Linked DNA regions of Sus scrofa: region 1 is linked to region 2. A link is a contact called in public HiChIP or PLAC-seq data. All regions are on one chromosome and are shown on one strand. Each heading gives the region's core, a stretch centred on a gene start, on an enhancer-like site or on the middle of the called end of the contact. The rest is flanking DNA. Distances are from core to core; before and after follow the strand shown.

The links. HiChIP or PLAC-seq counts read pairs in DNA pulled down with a chosen protein or histone mark.
Region 1: a contact with region 2 is called in an H3K27ac HiChIP or PLAC-seq map of skeletal muscle. The contact joins the enhancer-like site here to the promoter of LBX1 in region 2. A contact is called at or near these places in 2 of 5 promoter capture datasets (fetal liver and liver), 18 of 47 Hi-C or Micro-C datasets (alveolar macrophages, blood, brain and 11 more) and 1 of 2 datasets of contacts at active chromatin or transcription factors (skeletal muscle).

Annotation. Positions count from the first base shown.
Region 1 is chr14:112,343,538-112,346,368 of Sscrofa11.1, reverse strand. No RefSeq gene overlaps it. Among named protein-coding and RNA genes, the nearest start is that of BTRC, 54 kb to the left of the region's middle. Within about 2 kb of position 1,403, at least 22 of the 83 cell types and tissues checked have an H3K27ac peak or open chromatin away from gene starts, as enhancers often do. A contact at or near this core is called in brain, fetal skeletal muscle, retroperitoneal adipose tissue and 3 more, where this site is marked.
Region 2 is chr14:112,284,911-112,287,661 of Sscrofa11.1, reverse strand. It overlaps LBX1 (ladybird homeobox 1), which reads left to right and starts at 1,446. Exons shown (of 2, transcript NM_001206336.1): 1 at 1,446-1,911; 2 at 2,589-2,751. The coding sequence starts at 1,587.

The DNA.
Region 1 (2,831 bases), core at 154-2,653, 59 kb before region 2:
CATCGTGGATGTGAACTTGCCTATGGATTTGGTGACCATAATTGTCTAAAATGTTCCTAGATGCTCTGCTAACCAGGCCCAGGAAGGAGAGGCTGGAGAGTCAGTAGGGCCCTCAACCCCCAGCCTGACCCATTTCCTTTCTGCTGCCTTATCCAAGCTTCCAGATGGTCAGGTCCTAGAGAGGTGATCTCAGTATTCGCTGTCCCACCTTTCCCGCTCCTTGTTCCTAACATGAAACCCCAGGTTTTCATTCTCCCACCTATCCTTGAAAGCAGCAGTCATGTCTAACTTACCCCTCTGCCCCAGACACAATACCTCACAATTTAAGGGTTCAATAAATATTTACTGAAAGAATCAGTCCCCAAACTTCTTCAGTATATTTCCTTCTTTTCTCAGTATATCGCCCTGCCAACAATCACACACTTTTAAAATTCCCAAGGCAGCTTCTGAGGAGCTCTTCAGAGGCGTTAACCTCTTTTAGTTTCAAATGATGAGGAGGAAATGCTCTGATGTCCAGGTCTGGGACCCAGAGCTGAGCACGTTCCCTGCCTGCCTCCCCTGAGCCTCCAGGCCCCAGGCGGGATTGTCTCGCCTCACTCATCCTTTGCCGACAAGACCTCCTCGCCTGTATTTATATACGCTAAAGCCTCTGCCCGAATAAAACATCCATGTAAAATCCAATTTCCTTAGAATCTCTTTTGGAGCTTGGGCCTGAGATGGAGTAGGTAACCCCGGCAGTAACTGCCTGAACCACTCCTGCTGGCTGCAAAGGTGAGGCCCATTTTTCAATTATCTATCTGCTGTGACAGCAGCGGTCCAGCCACCGAGCCAAGGAAGGGGGAGGGGGAGCTGGGAAGGAGGGAGAAAGAGGGCAAGGGCATGGTGGGGGAGGGGGAGAAGGCGAAGGAGAAACCTAGAGAGGCTGAGAGGCGAGACCCTGTCCGTGGTACCCACTAGGTAGGTGCTCAGGAATTATTTGGAAAATGAGTGACTGGAAAAGTCAGTTGGGAGAGTGGGGGTAAGGCTAGGAGAGACACTGGGTGGAGAGAGGGAGAGAGGGTGCGGGAGGGAGGGGGGAGGGGAGGCGAGCGTGGAAGGAGCCAACAAGAGGCTCCTGTGTCAATCCGTGGAAACGGGAGGCAGAGTGATGCGGTCACAGCTCCTGCCATCAATATCCTCTAATATAAATGTCAGTGATGCTATTTTCCGCGCAGTCATTTCGCACACTGCTGATTACATTAACGTATAATGGAGGGGCGCCGGCTCCACTGCTTTCTCCCCTAACCCTCCCCCCGGTGATGTGTCAATAGCCGCCTCCATGAACAAGTCAATTTTCTGCAGGCTTGGCAGCGGAATAAATCTGCCCGGCTATGGGGAGAGCTGGAGATATTTATATACCCGGCTCCTGCCTTCCGTGTGCGCGCGTGCGTGTGCGCGGCGGGCACGGGCACGGGCGCGGGCTGGAGGGAGGGGGGAAGGGGGAGGGGGCGCGCCGCCGAGCTGAATGATTTCCAGCCCGGACTCAATAAGAGGAGAATTTAGAGCGGTCCCTGAGCTGGGCTCCCAGAAACAGCCTTACACGTTTATTTTCCTTAGCTGAACAGGAAAGGCGAGAATTATATGTGGATTTATAGGACAGGCGCAGCTCAACCCAAATGCTCCCGCTCCGGGGGGGCGGGGAGCGCCCGGGCGGGGGCGGAGGGAGGCGGCAGACCGAGGGCTGGCCGCTGGGACCCCAGCTCGCGTCGGTGCCGGTAGGGGCGCACCCCCCTCGCCGGTCGCTTTAATTACATTTGTTCTTGTCCTTCGTGAGGGCGAGACTCCGGCGCGGCCCGCGTGGGGGTTGGGGGGGAAGGTTCAGGCCAGGACGGCCTGGAGATGAGGGCGGGGGTGGGGGGCGCCAAGAACGGGAACAAGGAGAGACCAGGAACCGGGGCTGTCAGCTTCGGCTCAGAAGCGGATCAATAGTACGAGATCTAATGGGCTAACTGCCAAGCTGGCTCACCGAGGCGCTGCCCCGCGGGGGCGGGAGGGGGCGGGCGAAGGACGAGAGAAAGGAAGAGGTGGGGGTAGGAGAGGGAGTGAAGAGGAAGGGGGAAGGGCAGGAAGAGTGGGAGAGATGGAAGAGGAAAGAAGAAACGGAGAAAGGGACAGGGGGAGAGCGAAAGGGAGGGGACCGGACGAGACAGTCTTCTTGGGGCCGTCTCTTCAACATCCTTACCCCGCTCAACGCTGGGAATAAGAGCCTGTCCCAGAGTTACCGGACCCGGCTGCCGCCCGCCCCTCTGCCTCAACTCTGCCTTTGAGCCGCCAGGGGGCGGCGCGACCCTGTGCTGTCCCAGCGGATCTCCGCACCTCTTCGCTGGGGCTTAAGTGACCCGCCGCTTCCGACGCCCCGTCCCGGCTTGGTGCCCTCTGCCCTCTCCCGGAGGCCTCCCTGCGTTGCAGGGTTGGGTGTAGAGCAGTTCGCCCCCTCCACTCACCCCCAATAGAAGGAACCTTAGGGCTTTCTTGGCACCCTGGGACCCCGGGGCGGGGAAGTGCCCCAAGGGCTGGAGTCACCGGACCTGGGGATGGCTAGTGCCCCCCCAAAGATACCCAAGGCTGCGTCAGACACGCCTTTGGAGGTGGTGTGGGATTTGAGCTTCCGCAACCTGGCGGCGGAGCGCAGGCGAGTCTCTGGGACAGTCCCCGCGCGAAGAGTCCTTCTGCGTGTGCTGTGCGGGCGCTAACAAGGCCAGCCAAGGTCGCCAGGATCAATGCCCAGATTTAACCTTTTCGGTTCCTGGCCATTGTTTAGCCCCTAATCTGCTGGCCATGGACGGATCCTT
Region 2 (2,751 bases), core at 197-2,696:
AGTCGGCCTGGCGGTGCACTCAAGCCCGGCGCTGGGCTGGGCGGGGCCGGCAGCGGGGCCCCGGCCGGGGCCCGGCAGAGCGCAGCGGGGAGGCCCTGAGCCTGCCCCGTTAGCCCCAGCACCCGGCCCGGCTACTCGGTCGGACACCAGTCACCAGACCGGCGGTGGCCCCGGCCGACCCGGAGAGCCGCGGCCCGAAGAGAGTGTGCAAGACTGCCGGAGGAGGTAAGGCTGTCGCTTTGGGCTCACGCCGGGGAAGAGGGGTCTAGAGTCACCAACAACTCCCCTTCCACCACTTGGTTGGGGAAAGCTGTGTCCTCTGGCTGGCCTCCTACCCCAACCCCCGGGCTCCCTCACCCCTGCTTCCCGTGTCGCCTCACTCAGGGCTGCAGAGCCCCCTCGGACCTCCCGCGGGCCAGCTGGAGGGCTGCAGATTCCTTCGCCCCGGGCGCGTGGCCCAAGGCCGAGGGTGAGGGACAAGTGGGTCTAGGGTTAGGGGCGCTAGGTCTTTGATCTCAGCTTGGCAAAGTCCTCTCTGGGCCCGCGACACTGGGCCCACCCAGACTACTGGTCTTACCTGGCCCGCGCGGCGGCTGCATACCTCCCCGGCTGAGCTCCTGCAGCCCTTCTAGGGCGCCAAATCCTGGTTGAAGAGCCTGAGACCTCCGGGCCAGCGCTGCCGCTACAGCCAGGCCGGCGGGAGGTGGGTGCGCCGGGAGTGCGGCTCGCAGTTTGGGGTGGGGGCGGCGGCTTTTCAGTCGCCGGAGGTTCGGGTGCAATAAAGGCGCCGCTAATGTAATTTACAAACAGCTCGGGCCGAGCGCGGCGCAGCGCCCGGACTGACAGGCGCATTAGGCAGGCTAATTCCAGCCGGCTCCTCCTACCCCAGGCCCGCTAATTAATGAGCTTCCCAACTTAGAGCCGCCTGCATTGGACGGACAGAGAGTGAAAGGGAGGACGAGGGAGAGGGAGAAGGAGAGAGACGGGGGGAGCGGAGAAGAGAAGAGAGAGGGAGGGAGGGAGGGAGAGAGGGAGGGAGAGAACAGGAAGAGAGAGAACAGAGAGAAAGAAGAGAGGAGAAAGACAGGGAGAAAGAGAAAGAGAGAGAGAGAAGTGCCGCTGCAGATAATTGATTACTCCTCGATCAAGGCTAACTTGTTAGCAATAGTCAATTGCCCCATCTCTCCGCCTCCCCTCGCAGTACGGGATCGGCGCCCTCGCCTCGGCTCTTCCAACTGCCGCCGCCAGGACCCGGGGCCAGGAGCCGCCGCGGAGCCACCTGACACCTTTAAATAGCACCGGGGGCTGGCGAAACTGGAGCCCCGCGCGGCGCGCCCCGGCTCGGGCCCCGGATTGCTGGAAGCCCCGGCGGCTGTGGCGCCCGCGTCAGCGCCCTCCTCCTGGGGCCCCGTGCGGCTCTGTTCGCCTCTGCCGCTGCGCTAATCGGCCCGAGCCCGGCCCGCGTCCTGCCCAGCGCGGCCTCCTGTCTGCCTGCCACCCGCTCGCGCCGCCCGGCGCCCGAGCTGCCCGCGGGCTGGGTCCCCGCGACCCGAGCCGCCCCGGCCGGGCCCCCAAAAGAGGCCGAGATGACTTCCAAGGAGGACAGCAAGGCGGCGCCGGGGGAGGAGAGGCGGCGCAGCCCTCTGGACCACCTGCCGCCGCCCGCCAACTCCAACAAGCCGCTAACGCCTTTCAGCATTGAGGACATCCTCAACAAGCCGTCTGTGCGGAGAAGTTACTCGCTGTGCGGGGCGGCGCACCTACTGGCGGCCGCGGACAAGCACGCGCCGGGCGGCTTGCCCCTGGCGGGCCGCGCGCTGCTCTCACAGACCTCGCCGCTGTGCGCCCTGGAGGAGCTCGCCAGCAAGACTTTTAAGGGGCTGGAGGTCAGCGTCCTGCAGGCAGCCGAAGGTAGGCGCCGCCACTGGGTACCTTTGCGACCAGCACCCCGCGCCTGGATCCAGGGGTCCCACGCTTAGTGCCTGGTCCCTCTGCCCGCCTCCTCCCTTGCCAGCCGCCAGGGCCCTCCAGCCCAAGCTGCTGCCGCTGGGAGTGGAGATGCGTGGGACAGGACCCAAACCCTGTTTCCTAGGGACCTCTGGATAGGCCAGATCGAGTGACTGAGGAAGGGAGGCGGGAACCCAAGATCTCTCCGCAGTCGGTCTGCTCTGCCTGGCTCCCTCCCTTTCACAGTGGCCCGGGGAACTGGGGTTTGGAGAGCCTTGGCTAGGACCTTTTGGGTAGGTAGAGCTGAGTTGATTGCAATGTGGTGGAGAGCCAGCATTCACACCCAGTCAGGGAGTCCCTGTCTGGCTCTCTCCTGTTCCAGGGACATCGAGTCTTTCAAACCAACTCTCAAGTGACCCGGCAGAGACCAAAACAATTTTTTCCTAGGGACTTCCGGTAGCTGAGAAATGGGGGAAGGGGGCTTGCCATAGCTGAGGCTTGCCCTAGTCCTGGTGGTCGAATCTAATCCGGCAGGCGACAGCGACTGACCACAGGCCGGATAGGTCTAGGTGCGGTGAGTAAGGGCCAGGGTGGGGGTCTCCTCTCCCCTGGAGCAAGCCTATATTTTGGTTTCCTCGCAGGCCGCGATGGAATGACCATCTTTGGGCAGCGGCAGACCCCCAAGAAGCGGCGAAAGTCGCGAACGGCCTTCACCAACCACCAGATCTATGAGTTGGAGAAGCGCTTCCTTTACCAGAAGTACCTGTCCCCCGCCGATCGTGACCAAATTGCGCAGCAGCTGGG